Linked DNA regions of Mus musculus: regions 2 and 3 are each linked to region 1. Evidence: chromatin contacts called from public HiChIP or PLAC-seq and capture Hi-C data. All regions are on one chromosome and are shown on one strand. The core of a region is the stretch at or near the end of the contact, and the rest is flanking DNA. Distances in the headings are between cores, read along the strand shown.

Region 1 (3,919 bases), core at 747-3,246:
ATGTCCAACAGATTGAGAAAAAACAAACAAACAAACAAACAAACAAACAAAAACCAAAAAACCGCATAGTTTTAAGTTTAAGGATACTTGAAACAACAACAACTCATTTGTTGAAAGAATGCCTGGCTCTTTAAAGTCCTTGAAATCATTCGTGCAAATGCGCACTTGGTTTGTTTTCTTGGTAACAGGCTTGGTGCTCTGCCAGCTTCCTGGGCAATGCAGGAGAATGGCAGTCTGGATCAACTGAGATATGACGGTTACTCGCTTTTTGTAATGCGGCACGATGCAGGCAATGTGCTTTAAAATGTAATTGATGCCCATGGCCTTGGATAAGATGCTCATGTTGGGGCTCACCTGCTTCAGCACGTTGTACACTTGCTAGAAGCTCTCCTTTCAGTAGCGTTTGCGCTCCTTGTCCTTCTGTTTGTTGATGGCAGCTTCTAAGAATCCTTCTGTGGGGCAGGCTCGGACTTCGCCAGCTCAGGGATTGTGTAAAATTTAACTCCCTCCCTTGGGCACACTAAACATTTGGTAAAATACCTACTCCGTCACCAGTTAACACCACATTCATTTACATTACGCAGTATTCAAATGAGGTTAATAAGATTTCTTTCAGGATTGGGTTAGTTTTAGTGTTTCGTCACGAACAGGAACGTAAACGACACTTGAAGGTCTACTGTCTCATTGGCTGTCTTGTCACTTCGCTTTCACCAATCGGGACGTACGAATTAAACTGCACAAATCTGCTATAGCTAACCTATTTAAGCACGATCGCTATCAAACATGGGGGAACACAGAAAAAAAAGTACTCTAGTTGGGTTTGTATGCTTGATTTCAGCAGTCAGAACTGAGATGAGATGCGGGTGGGGTTGTCAGGACATCGATCCTGCTCTTTACGCACTGAATCGCTCAATGCTTAAGATTCTATCTCTAAATCATTCTGCTATCTCCCTTAAAAGTTATCGACGTGGCAGCCGGGAGTAAACTACTTCATTCCCATGGTCTCTAAGGGTCACTTGTGGGATATGAACTTACCCACCACCACCACACATACAGGAGATTATGTACAGACCTTCAGATAGCTAAGCTAGAGTTAACACCATTGCGCACACCCACATATCCCCAGCCTCCTCTGCTAAGCTCAGCCCACTAAGGTTTGTTCCCACCCTAACCACACCCCCTGTGAATGTGCAACAGCTCTTTTACTGAGAGTTGTGGGTGGCTCTGAAAAGAGCCTTTGGGTTGTTGGGCTTCTAAGCAGTTGGCCAAAGAAAATTTACTTTTTCTTGGCTGCGGTTTTCTTTGGCTTAGCTGCCTTAGGCTTGGAGGTTTTTGGTTTGGCCGCTTTAGGCTTTACCGTTTTCGCCTTGGCAGGGCTCTTGGGCGCCTTCTTAGCCTTAGTTGCCTTTGCCTTCTTCGGGCTCTTAGCTTTTTTGGCTCCTGCAGCTGCAGCTGGCTTCTTCGCTTTCTTTGGAGTCTTCTTGGTGCTCTTCTTGGCGGTGGCTGTCCCCGCAGCCTTCTTGGGCTTCTTGGCTGCGCCCGCAGGCTTCTTCGCCTTGGCCGCGCCTGCCCTTTTTGCTTTGGGCTTAGCCTCACCGGAAGCCGCCTTCTTGTTGAGTTTGAAGGAGCCGGAGGCGCCGGTGCCCTTGGTCTGCACCAGGGTACCCTTGCTCACCAGGCTCTTCAGGCCGAGCTTGATGCGGCTGTTGTTCTTCTCCACATCGTACCCCGCGGCCGCCAGCGCCTTCTTGAGCGCAGCCAGGGACACGCCGCTGCGCTCCTTGGAGGCGGCCACAGCCTTGGTGATGAGTTCGGACACCGGGGGTCCGGAGGTTTTGCGCTTCGCGCCACCTGCGGCCTTGCGGGCCTTCTTCTTGACGGGTGTCTTCTCGGCGGGGGCCGGTGCGGCGGGCGCAGCAGGCGCGGTCTCGGACATGGCGAAGCGTGTGAGGAGAGAGAACTCGAGCCGGAAGCAGAGGGACTGGCCAGGACTCGGGCCGCGGCGCTGCGCCCGCCCGTTTATATAGGGCGGAGCTGCGCCGTGATTGGTGCGCTGTCCAGCCCGCCTCGCTGGCAGCCGCGGAGTGTCCTCTCAGATGCGGAGTTGTGTTTGTTACACCTCAAAAAAAGCCAAAAATGTCAAAATTCCCTACATCGAATTGCCCGATTTTTAAAAAATAATGTTCCCCGAAGTCTCGGGCTTCATGCACATCTCAAAAAGTGAGCAAAGCATTAAGCCTTCTGCCAAAAACTTGCAATATTTCCTGCGGTGTTCAGCAAATTTCAACTCAGAGAAACAAAACTTTCTATTTTCTTCGTAAATTATAAACTGATCTTGGACTGTACAGTTTTCTGACCCATCAAAGACGATTCTCCAAGTGGTTAGCTTCTTGTGTAGCCCAAAACCTTGCCTTTGGCATTATGATTTTTATTACAAATCTGCACTTAAGTGAAGGAAGTAACACAGGCTCCTCCGAGAGTCCTGCCTATTGAGCAGAGGGCATTTGAGTTCATCAAACTGGTTTAGTTCAATGCTTAACAGATTATTTACCATTTTGAGTTAAATTCTTCTCTCATAGGCCATGAGTCTATATATCTATGGTTTTATTTCTGCCGCTTCTCCTAAGTTTTAAAATAATTTCTTAGTATAATTCTTTTCTTTCTGTTCCCATGGGTTGGGGGCGGGGCTGTTGCTTTTCTATTTCTCTGGACAAACTACTCCTTTGGGTTGAGGTACCTCAAATTCAGAGTACTGGGGTCGGGGGAGAGTACAAAACATACTTATGGTGCAGACATAAAAATGACTAATTTCCAAGAAACATATAAATGCTGTTTTCAACGTCTTTGGAAATGAAGGTGGGATTTACTTTGAGGAATTTCTCTTGGGTCTTGCATAGTTCTTCTGACATGTTTTAGGACTAAATTGTAATGTGGTATATTAAAACTAGATAACTGAGCCATTGATCAAGAGAAACACACATGAGAAATATAGCTCAGAACATCTCTACTGCCTTCGTTACAGAATCCTAGCCCCGTTACTGAACAGCTGTTCTCCATATATGGCTACTCCTTATGGAAACATGGGAATAATGTTTCGTGGATCTCCTCAGGGTAAATGAGGGGTTAAGATTTAATCTTAGAATCATATTTGAGAAGACATTCAAACAGATTCAAAGACATGCCTTGAAGGTGTTAAATGGGTTGTTTTATTTATGTAGCTGTTCAACCAAGGTAACGACTAGGAGATCAATGATAATCCAGTGTCAGTAATTATTTCTGGGATGTTTGGTTGGAATTATATTCAGAAATTACAAGACTCCCACTACAGAGACAAGATACATTGTTATATTATAAAATAGTATATTATACAATAGTATAAGATACAATGTTTACAATAGTGTAAGATACAATGTTATGTTATACAATAGTATAATGTGATGGCTTTTGTTTTGTGATACAATTGTCTCTAACATCACATTATCAATTCTACTATCCTAAACCTCCACACACAAAAGCAATGCAAACAGAGGAACTCAGCAGTTCAACACAGTGTCCATGAGGCATTTTTAAGATCTTGTGGTATTATCTTTAATGATGAATTTTATATAAAAGTGATTCATATTATCAGTATTTCTATGCTATAATGTATATTTTCACCTTCATGTATTAACAAATGCAAACTTTGGTATTCATTAAAACTCTGAGCCAGAGCAGAGAAACTGTATGGGTGTTTGATATTGAAAAGTGGGGATTTAACCCCTTTTTGTTAATAACAAAAAAAAAAAAACTTCCTGCAAATGGTAGAACACATTAGTATTTGCTCTCCAATATCTTTTTTTTGGTTTCTTGTTTCTCATTGAGTTCAAGATGGGGGCAGGGATTAAACTCCCTGAATTTCGAGACAATTCGAGTCCTCTAT
Region 2 (3,919 bases), core at 402-2,901, 2.5 Mb before region 1:
CCATTAATTCTCATGGAGTGCACTATTGATCCTGGATTACAGCCATAGTGCCACCATGTTCTTGCAAGAACAAGCATCAATAATGGAATGTGCACACTGTCATGAACATACTTTTAGAATTTAAATTTTGGAGAATTTTTAAGAGGGACCTAAAATATAGATCCTACATGTTCTATTGGTACTGCAAACATGGGATGATGGATTAGTAGAATAGCAATGACAATAAAAATGGATGGATTTGTGCTTTCTTTAGATAGCTCCCTTAACACACAGGAACATAAAACATGATTCATTGTTTTCATGTGGCCACTAGATCCACTTAAACTCATATAAAAGGGTTAAAATCTTTAATATAATAGTTGATAGCTACTCCCTCCTGCTACTCCTTGTTCCCACTTCCCTCCTTCCTCTCCATAATTGTTTTTCTCATTGATCTGATAAAACACCTGGCAACACAGCTTAAAGAAAGAAGGGTTTATTTTGGCTCCAGTTTCAACACATCCACTGCATCCCAGTCAGAACATGAAGCAACTGACTGCATTGCATCCACAGCTGTGAAGTTAAACATAGTGAAAGTCAACATTGTGCCTGAGAAAATTCTAGGTACAGATGATGCCAGGGAAATGGTCCTGAATGAACTGATCTGCCACTATGACAAGGGCCAAGATATATTTCCACATTCTGGAGGAATATTTTTTCCATTGACCTCACACTTTGCCAGAATGCTTGTCCATTCCTAGAATTCTCTTCACTGCATTCTTTACATCTTTATTTCTTAAGGTATAGATCAAAGGGTTAAGGCTGGGGGTGACAATGGTGTAAAAAAGGGTAAAAAATTGTCCTTCCTCATGAGATATGGTGTTCTGTGGTTTCATATACATGTAAATGAGTGTTCCGTAAAACAGTGTTACAACTGTGAGGTGGGAGCCACATGTATTGAGGACCTTTCTCCACCTTGTCGCTGACTTGATCTTCATCACAGCTTGAGTGATAACTGCATAGGAGATGAGGATTAGAGATAGAGGTACTAGAAGAAATATGACTCCAAGAGTAAACACAACGATCTCAATCACTCTGGAGTAAACACAAGCCATCTTGATCAATGCAGGCATTTCGCAGAAAAAATTATCCACTTCCCGGTGCCCACACCTTGGCAACTTCAAAGTCAAGGAACAAAGAATTAACGCACTGCCGAGACCACCCAACCAGGCCGACAGCACCATCTTCTGGCAAAGCACAGGGTGCATTATTACTGTGTAGTGAAGAGGTTGACAGACAGCAGCATAGCGGTCATAGGCCATCACAGCCAAGAGGAGACATTCTGTGGCTCCCAGGTCCAGGGCAAAGAAGAACTGGAGTACACACCCTCCGTATGTAATAGACTTCTTTGGGCCCCATAGATTTACCAGCATCTGTGGGACAATGCTAGTAGTATAACAGAGGTCCACGAAAGACAAATTAGATAAGAAGAAATACATGGGAGTATGGAGCTGAGAGTCCAGATAGGACACTAGAATAATGGTTGTGTTTCCTACCAGAGTCACAATATAGAAGACAAAGACAACTGCAGAGATGATGTGCTCCAGTTGGGGTCGACTGGAAAATCCCAGAAGGATGAAGTCTGTCTCAGAGCTTTTGTTGTTTATTTCCATTGCTCCTTAGGAAAGGCTAGAAAGCAGTATTATAATAATCAAAATTTTTGGTATGGAATGGAAAGTCTCTGTATTTTGTCATGAATATCTAAAATCCATGCATCTGCATGTGTCTTCTTATTAAAGCATTTTTAAAATATTTGTCAGTGACCAGAGCTTCTCCATAGTTACTTGTAGCCAAGTGATTCTACAATGTGCTGAACCCAGTTCCTGTGCATTAGGAACACTGAAAACTATGAATATGCAGTATCATCTCACTCATGGTTCTGTGTGTTTTGATTTTGTGTTAAGGAATAATAATTACAAAAGTGATATTACATACTATACATGTGTATGTATATATAATATGCAGTAATATAATATATACTATATATATATAGTATGGTATTTATCACTTGATTGTGATTAATCTTTCCTTTATTAAAGGAACTGAGCTTCAAGCAAAATTTTTAATTTTTATATGCTCCACCACTTGACAACAGAATCACTTTTTTTTACATTCTTTTACAGATGCCTACATTCCAACCATTATAATTATAATAATCACACCACCTCCTCCTCGTCCTTCTCTTCTGAGTTTTTCCCTATTCATCATCATGGGCATTGTGCTTTCTGTATCAGATTTGGTGTTCACAACTACCCTTTTTTGTGATTACCATTGATATGTCTTTATCAAGAAGTAATAACCTTTCTAAGTATTAGCCTTTATGTGTTTGTCTCATTTTAATACCTTTAAAGTACTGTGCTACACATTCTGCTTGACTTTATGGATTTATTTCAGGGTTAAATATTGAACTAGTTCTAGAATCTTTTACACATCACAGACACAACAGCCATGTCAGCTTCTGTTCACTCAACCACTCTGCAGAAGTAGCCAGGCAGATGATTAGCAAGAGATATTTTATAGGATAAGCAGTGTGGTGACTGTCCTTATCAAATTCAGCAATCATGGATGGCTTTTCATATGCGTAGAGAACATAATTGTATTCCCTTCTTTGGTCGTAGGTTATTAAAACTCATGAAAGTTCTAAAACTTGAGTTTATATTAAATTTTAAAAGGACGGACTATCCACACTTCAAACAAGCATTATTCTCCCTGACCCCTTCACTTTTTGTTACTAGTTTTACATGATGGGTTTAAAGTTAAACTAAAATGTCTTGATTTTTTAACCTGGCTTCTAAAATGTACAAATGCACTTCTATGTGCAACATACAAGGATAGTACAATACATATGCTGTGCAGAGAAACCTTGGGGCAGGGTAAGACTTCATCTCCCAAAATGCTGCATTTACAAATTACCTAGGGTCATTGGATTTCTTAAAGCTGAGAATGTTCAGAACTTAAAAGCCGTGATTTCTAAAGTGGAAACAGACCTCAGAAGTTCTGACTTTAGCCTTCTGCGGCATAGATGTTCTTTCCAGAGAGCATTCAACAGCTCCCATTGTGCACACTCAGTGAAAGGGAAATCAGCTTTCCCTTTAAGGGGTGCCTCACACTTAGACTAAACACAAACTCTCCGTTTGGGGACATCTAGGCACTTTCTTTTAATTCCTAAAGTAACACCAGTAGGTCTATTCACAATAGCTTCTCATCTAAAATGGCATTATTACTAAGTAAAACAGATGCAATAATGAAACAAGGAAGATGCTGAGTGGATAAATGGTCTAGTAACTAGGGCAAAGTCAAAAAACAGTACAACCACCCCAGAAGCCTTCGCTGCATCTCACTCTTTATAACTCTTCCCAAACCATCCACTACTGTGATGTTTACTGCTTGATGGACCTTGCTTTTCATTTTATTAGGTTAAGCATGTAAATACAAGTGTCTGTTGGAGCTTATCAAAAAAATGGAGGTCCAACGAAATGGCTCAGCAGTTAAAAGGCATATTGTTTCATTTACTAAGTTCAATAATTTTTTAAGCTAAATAAACCAAGCATATCTGGGCACAATTTGTTATGTATAATTTTGAAATTGTCTTATACTTAAAGTTAAGTGGATCATTTATTTATTACGAGTAAATCAAGAGGTATGCTGTTATCATATGAAGCCCAAAGGGAAAAAAAATAAGGTCAAAAGGAGTTAAGATCCTGGGTTTAGACAACCTGTGTGACTGCTGCAACCAGTCTCTGCTGTTCCTTTACTGATGACCCCTATCAGGCTAATTGGCTTTTATACATCTTGGTTTCCTTCACTAGCAGTTATTCAAACAGCATCTGCTTGTTCAATATTTGGGGAAGGCTTACATGACAGAACAAATCTAGAATAT
Region 3 (3,919 bases), core at 971-3,470, 2.1 Mb before region 1:
GATCTTGCTTAATTAAAAAGAAAATTGCCATGGAAGTGTTTTTTTTTAATTTTTAAAAAATTTTTGATAACTGTACAAAGAACATTACAATGGATCTCCATATGCCGCTCACCCAGCTTCAACAAATATCACGTTTGTGTTATTTTATGGTACCTTCTTTTTTTCCCCTTAAGTTTGCTTTAGCAAATCTTAGACATTCTATTGGCTCATCCATCTGTACAAGTATTTCCATATAAAGTTCTAATGAATAACTACAAAAACTGACAGAGAGACAGGAAAGATGTCTTAGTAGTTAAGAGCATTTGCCGTTCTTTTGAAGGACCCGTGTTGGTTAGTTGTTTTTGTTTTTGTTTTTGTTTTTAGACTTGACAAAACTAGAGTTGTCTAAGAAGAGTGAAGCTCAGCTGAAAATATGACCTTATCCGATCAGCCTATAGACAAGTCTGTGGAATTTTCTTGACTGATGATTGATGTTGAAAGAAACCCTCACTGTGCATGGTGCCATCTCTGGACAGGCAGTCCTGGGAAATACATGAGAGCAATTCAAATAAACCAGGGAGCAAGCCAGCAAGCATCATTCCTCTAAGGATTCTGCTTCACTTCCTGCCCTGACTTCATAATGGTCTGTGATTGGAACTTGTAAGCCAAATCACTTCGTTCCTTCCCAAGTTGCTTTTGGTCATGGTGTTTAGCACAGCAATAGAAACCCTAACTATGACAGGAGCCGAGTTCAAGTCACAACTGCCTGCAGCCCCAGGTCCAGGGGACCTGACGTCCTTGTCTGGTTTCTGCAAGCACTAGCACACATATGGTATTCACACAAACACATAAATAAAAATAAATCTTATAAAAACCATAGTACCATTCTAACAGTTAAGTTTCCAATAATTGCTTAGTATTCCTGAGTTCTAGTTTTCCCCAATGTCTTAGCTGTATCTTTTTACAGTGTTATGGGAAGCTTACCAGAGATGATAACTGAGACACAGTGTATATACAATCAAAGTCTTTATTCCAGCCAGCTGGGACCACATCCAAGTTTTGGGGGTGCATCTGGATGTGGCCCCCAGTGTCCAGAGCATGGGATTTTTGAGTGCAGAGACTTCATCAAGGCATCTCCCTCGGTAGCTGTAGTGGAGACCACAGGACAAGCAGTTCAAAGCAAGCAGTTTTAAAAGAATTTAAGACAAGCAGTTAGACAGCCGCAAAGAGATTCCACACAAATAGGCAGCTAAGATAAAGGCTTAGCTGGAGGGGTTTCCTGAACAAATAAGCAATTTCAACAAAGCTTAGGTAATTTAGCTAGGGCATTCTGATCATCCGTTCCTAGAATAGCACTGGGTAGTTTTCCATGGGATTCTACAGGAAGATCAGATTCCAGTTAAACCTCGAAACAGCCTCAGCAAGAATATCAGATGGAGGAAGCTTGCACCACCTCACCCATCACAACAGTTGTTTGGTTCTAGTCATGGCCGAAGTAAAGTTTGTCACGGCACCTGGCAGATCGGTCTATTGAGTTTCTTTTAGTTGATGACAGTTCACCTTTCTCAGGTTTGGGAGTGCTTGCATCTAACCTTTGTGTTAGTGTGTCAGCCAGGCTGTAGAGAAACAGGAAGAAATGAAGTTGGAATGGGATGTCCATGGGGTTGGGGACTAGAAAGTTTCTGGAAGTGCATAGAGGGAGTTTGGATGCTTGTAATGCACAAACTTTTTTGCTGAAGAGCTGGAAATCTCTAGTTATTTGGATAGGTGCCATAGTAGACTATACTGGCTCTTTACTGCCTATAGTGTCTTAAGAAGTGGTGGGAAGTAGGATCTTGAGTCCGTGTCTGGAGGATTCTTCTCTCAAGTAGTTTGGCCTGGAGTGGGAGGAAAGGGAGCAGCAGGAAGAGGACAGGACCAGGGACAGACAGGCCCCTTCAGACAAGTGAGTGTCCTGCTTCTTTCACGGTTTCTAAGACATACCAAATTTCTTACCTTTTCCCACCTGCATTCCCCATTCTGCAAAGTCTACTTGCCAGCTGAATTTTCGAGTCAGCACTGTAACAATTATGAAGGCAAGCTTTAGATCAGAAAGAACCAAGGGTCCCGGATAACTTACTTCCTCTGCTTAAACATATACTCCTGTGTTACCCATAGTCTACAATCCTTTCCCCAACAATAATGGGTTAATTTGGAAAGAACCACAGAGAAGCGCATCCTAGAGGGCGCCGGAAGTGGCTTGGGTTCCCACAATGCTTCCACCAGAGTCTGGATGTAGTTTATTTGCCCCGAGCATCCCTTGAGAATATTGTGGGTTTAGGGTGGAGTGCAGAAGACTAGGATTGTAGGTGACACCTCTGCAGCTGTGCCTTTGGTGACCCAGAGCACGAGGGGAGGGAGGAGATAGATCTAGTCTGAATTCCCATCTTGCGAGAATCTTCTGCAGATACAGCTTGTAGCTAGAGGAGCCTGGAGTTGGCACAGAATGGCTAGAGAACCCGGAACGTCCGCAGCCCTAAACGCTCGGTCTGCAGAAGAGGGCACTGGGCTTCTAGTGGTGAAAGTGGAACAGGAAGAGGCCTCCCCCTTGGCAGAGGAGACCAGTTGGCTGGGCAGTCCTGGGCCTGACCGCTCCCGCCAGCGCTTCCGTGCTTTCCGCTACCCAGAGGCAGCCGGACCCCGGCAGGCGCTGAGCCGGCTCCGCGAGCTCTGCAGACAGTGGCTGCGGCCAGACATGCACAGCAAGGAGCAGATCCTGGAGCTGCTGGTGCTGGAGCAGTTCCTGACCATCCTGCCAGGGGAGCTGCAGACCTGGGTGCGCGAGCAGCACCCCGACAGCGGGGAGGAGGTGGTGGCGCTGCTGGAGTACTTGGACAGGCAGCTGGATGACACACCTCCACAGGTAGAAGGAACAGGTTTAGTTAGACCCATGTCCTGTGCCTTTCAGAAACCAAGCAAGATCCAAGGAAGGCATTGCTTAGAGCCCGCAAAGTCTGTCTATGCTGGAAACCTGAGGCAACCAGCGAACTGACCTGGGCCCCTCAGGATAGTTAATCGCATAAAGGAAAATAAAAGGATTGTGGAAGAACTCGTTCCTAGTGAGGCTGGGGTAGAATGTGCCGAGCAGAGTGCTGAAAGGTTACATATGTACTTCTTGTTGTGTGGTGAGTAAGACACGAGGACAGGTTTGAGCAGTGGAATAGGCACAAATGACTTTGTAGGTGTTTTATTGGCTTGTCACGTGAAACAACATCTGCCGTGGCTTGCTGGCAGTCATATGATGCTTATGCCTCTCACACACACACACACACACACACACACACACACACACACACACACACACACACACAAATGTAGTTCTTCCTTTGACAGTGGAGAGGAATTCCACAGTTTTCTTAGAGCCTAGAATCTAAGAGTTTTTTTCTAGCCAAATTCTTGTATACCTTGTTTAAGAGTTTGGTAGAAAACAGGGTGTTTTTTACCTCTATCTTCTGACCTAAAGCAAAACAAAACAAAACAAAACCTTTTTCGAAATTTCATACACATCAACACTCCGTCTCCATCATATTCACCAACAACTCGGCTTCAATTTCCTCCAGCCACCACATATCCCCTTCTCCCCTTCATACAACTCCCCCTTTGTAAACTACCAAGTTCCATGAGTGCCACTTGCTGTCCCATTGGCTGATCGTGTTGTTTTGATCCTGTGCAGTAACCATACTGTCAGTGAGTTTATGGGTCAGTACCCATGTCTTTCCCAAAAGGTAGCTTTTTGAATTACACGTCGCCATTCCCCAATTCTTACGATTTTTCTGTCCTGTCTTCCACGAGGCTCACTGAGCCCTGGGAGTCAGGGGTTGATGTCGATGTCCTGTTTGAGGATGAACACTGGATAGTCACTTATTCTCAGCTCTTGGGCCAGTTATGAATCTCTGAATTA

Evidence for each region. HiChIP or PLAC-seq counts read pairs in DNA pulled down with a chosen protein or histone mark. Capture Hi-C pulls out chosen DNA fragments and counts their contacts.
Region 2: a contact with region 1 is called in an H3K27ac HiChIP or PLAC-seq map of double positive thymocytes, with 19 times the contacts expected there. The contact joins the promoter of Olfr1368 here to the promoter of H1f4 in region 1. A contact is called at or near these places in 1 of 39 promoter capture datasets (liver) and 1 of 115 datasets of contacts at active chromatin or transcription factors (double positive thymocytes).
Region 3: a contact with region 1 is called in a capture Hi-C map of macrophages, with 2.8 times the contacts expected there. The contact joins the promoter of Zkscan4 here to the promoter of H1f4 in region 1. A contact is called at or near these places in 1 of 39 promoter capture datasets (erythroid cells), 1 of 115 datasets of contacts at active chromatin or transcription factors (astrocytes) and 1 of 9 other capture datasets (macrophages).

The regions. Positions count from the first base shown.
Region 1 is chr13:23,620,562-23,624,480 of GRCm38.p6, forward strand. H1f4 (H1.4 linker histone, cluster member) reads right to left here and starts at 1,997. Exons shown (of 1, transcript NM_015787.4): 1 at 1,216-1,997. The coding sequence starts at 1,936. The coding sequence ends at 1,277. It overlaps H2bc6 (H2B clustered histone 6), which reads right to left and starts at 533. Exons shown (of 2, transcript NM_001177653.1): 1 at 355-533.
Region 2 is chr13:21,141,404-21,145,322 of GRCm38.p6, forward strand. It overlaps Olfr1368 (olfactory receptor 1368), which reads right to left and starts at 1,652. Exons shown (of 1, transcript NM_146534.1): 1 at 708-1,652. The coding sequence starts at 1,652. The coding sequence ends at 708.
Region 3 is chr13:21,476,629-21,480,547 of GRCm38.p6, forward strand. It overlaps Zkscan4 (zinc finger with KRAB and SCAN domains 4), which reads left to right and starts at 2,221. Exons shown (of 3, transcript NM_001039115.2): 1 at 2,221-2,881. The coding sequence starts at 2,465. Gm40828 (a long non-coding RNA gene) reads right to left here and starts at 2,197. Exons shown (of 2, transcript XR_873159.3): 1 at 1,975-2,197; 2 at 989-1,595.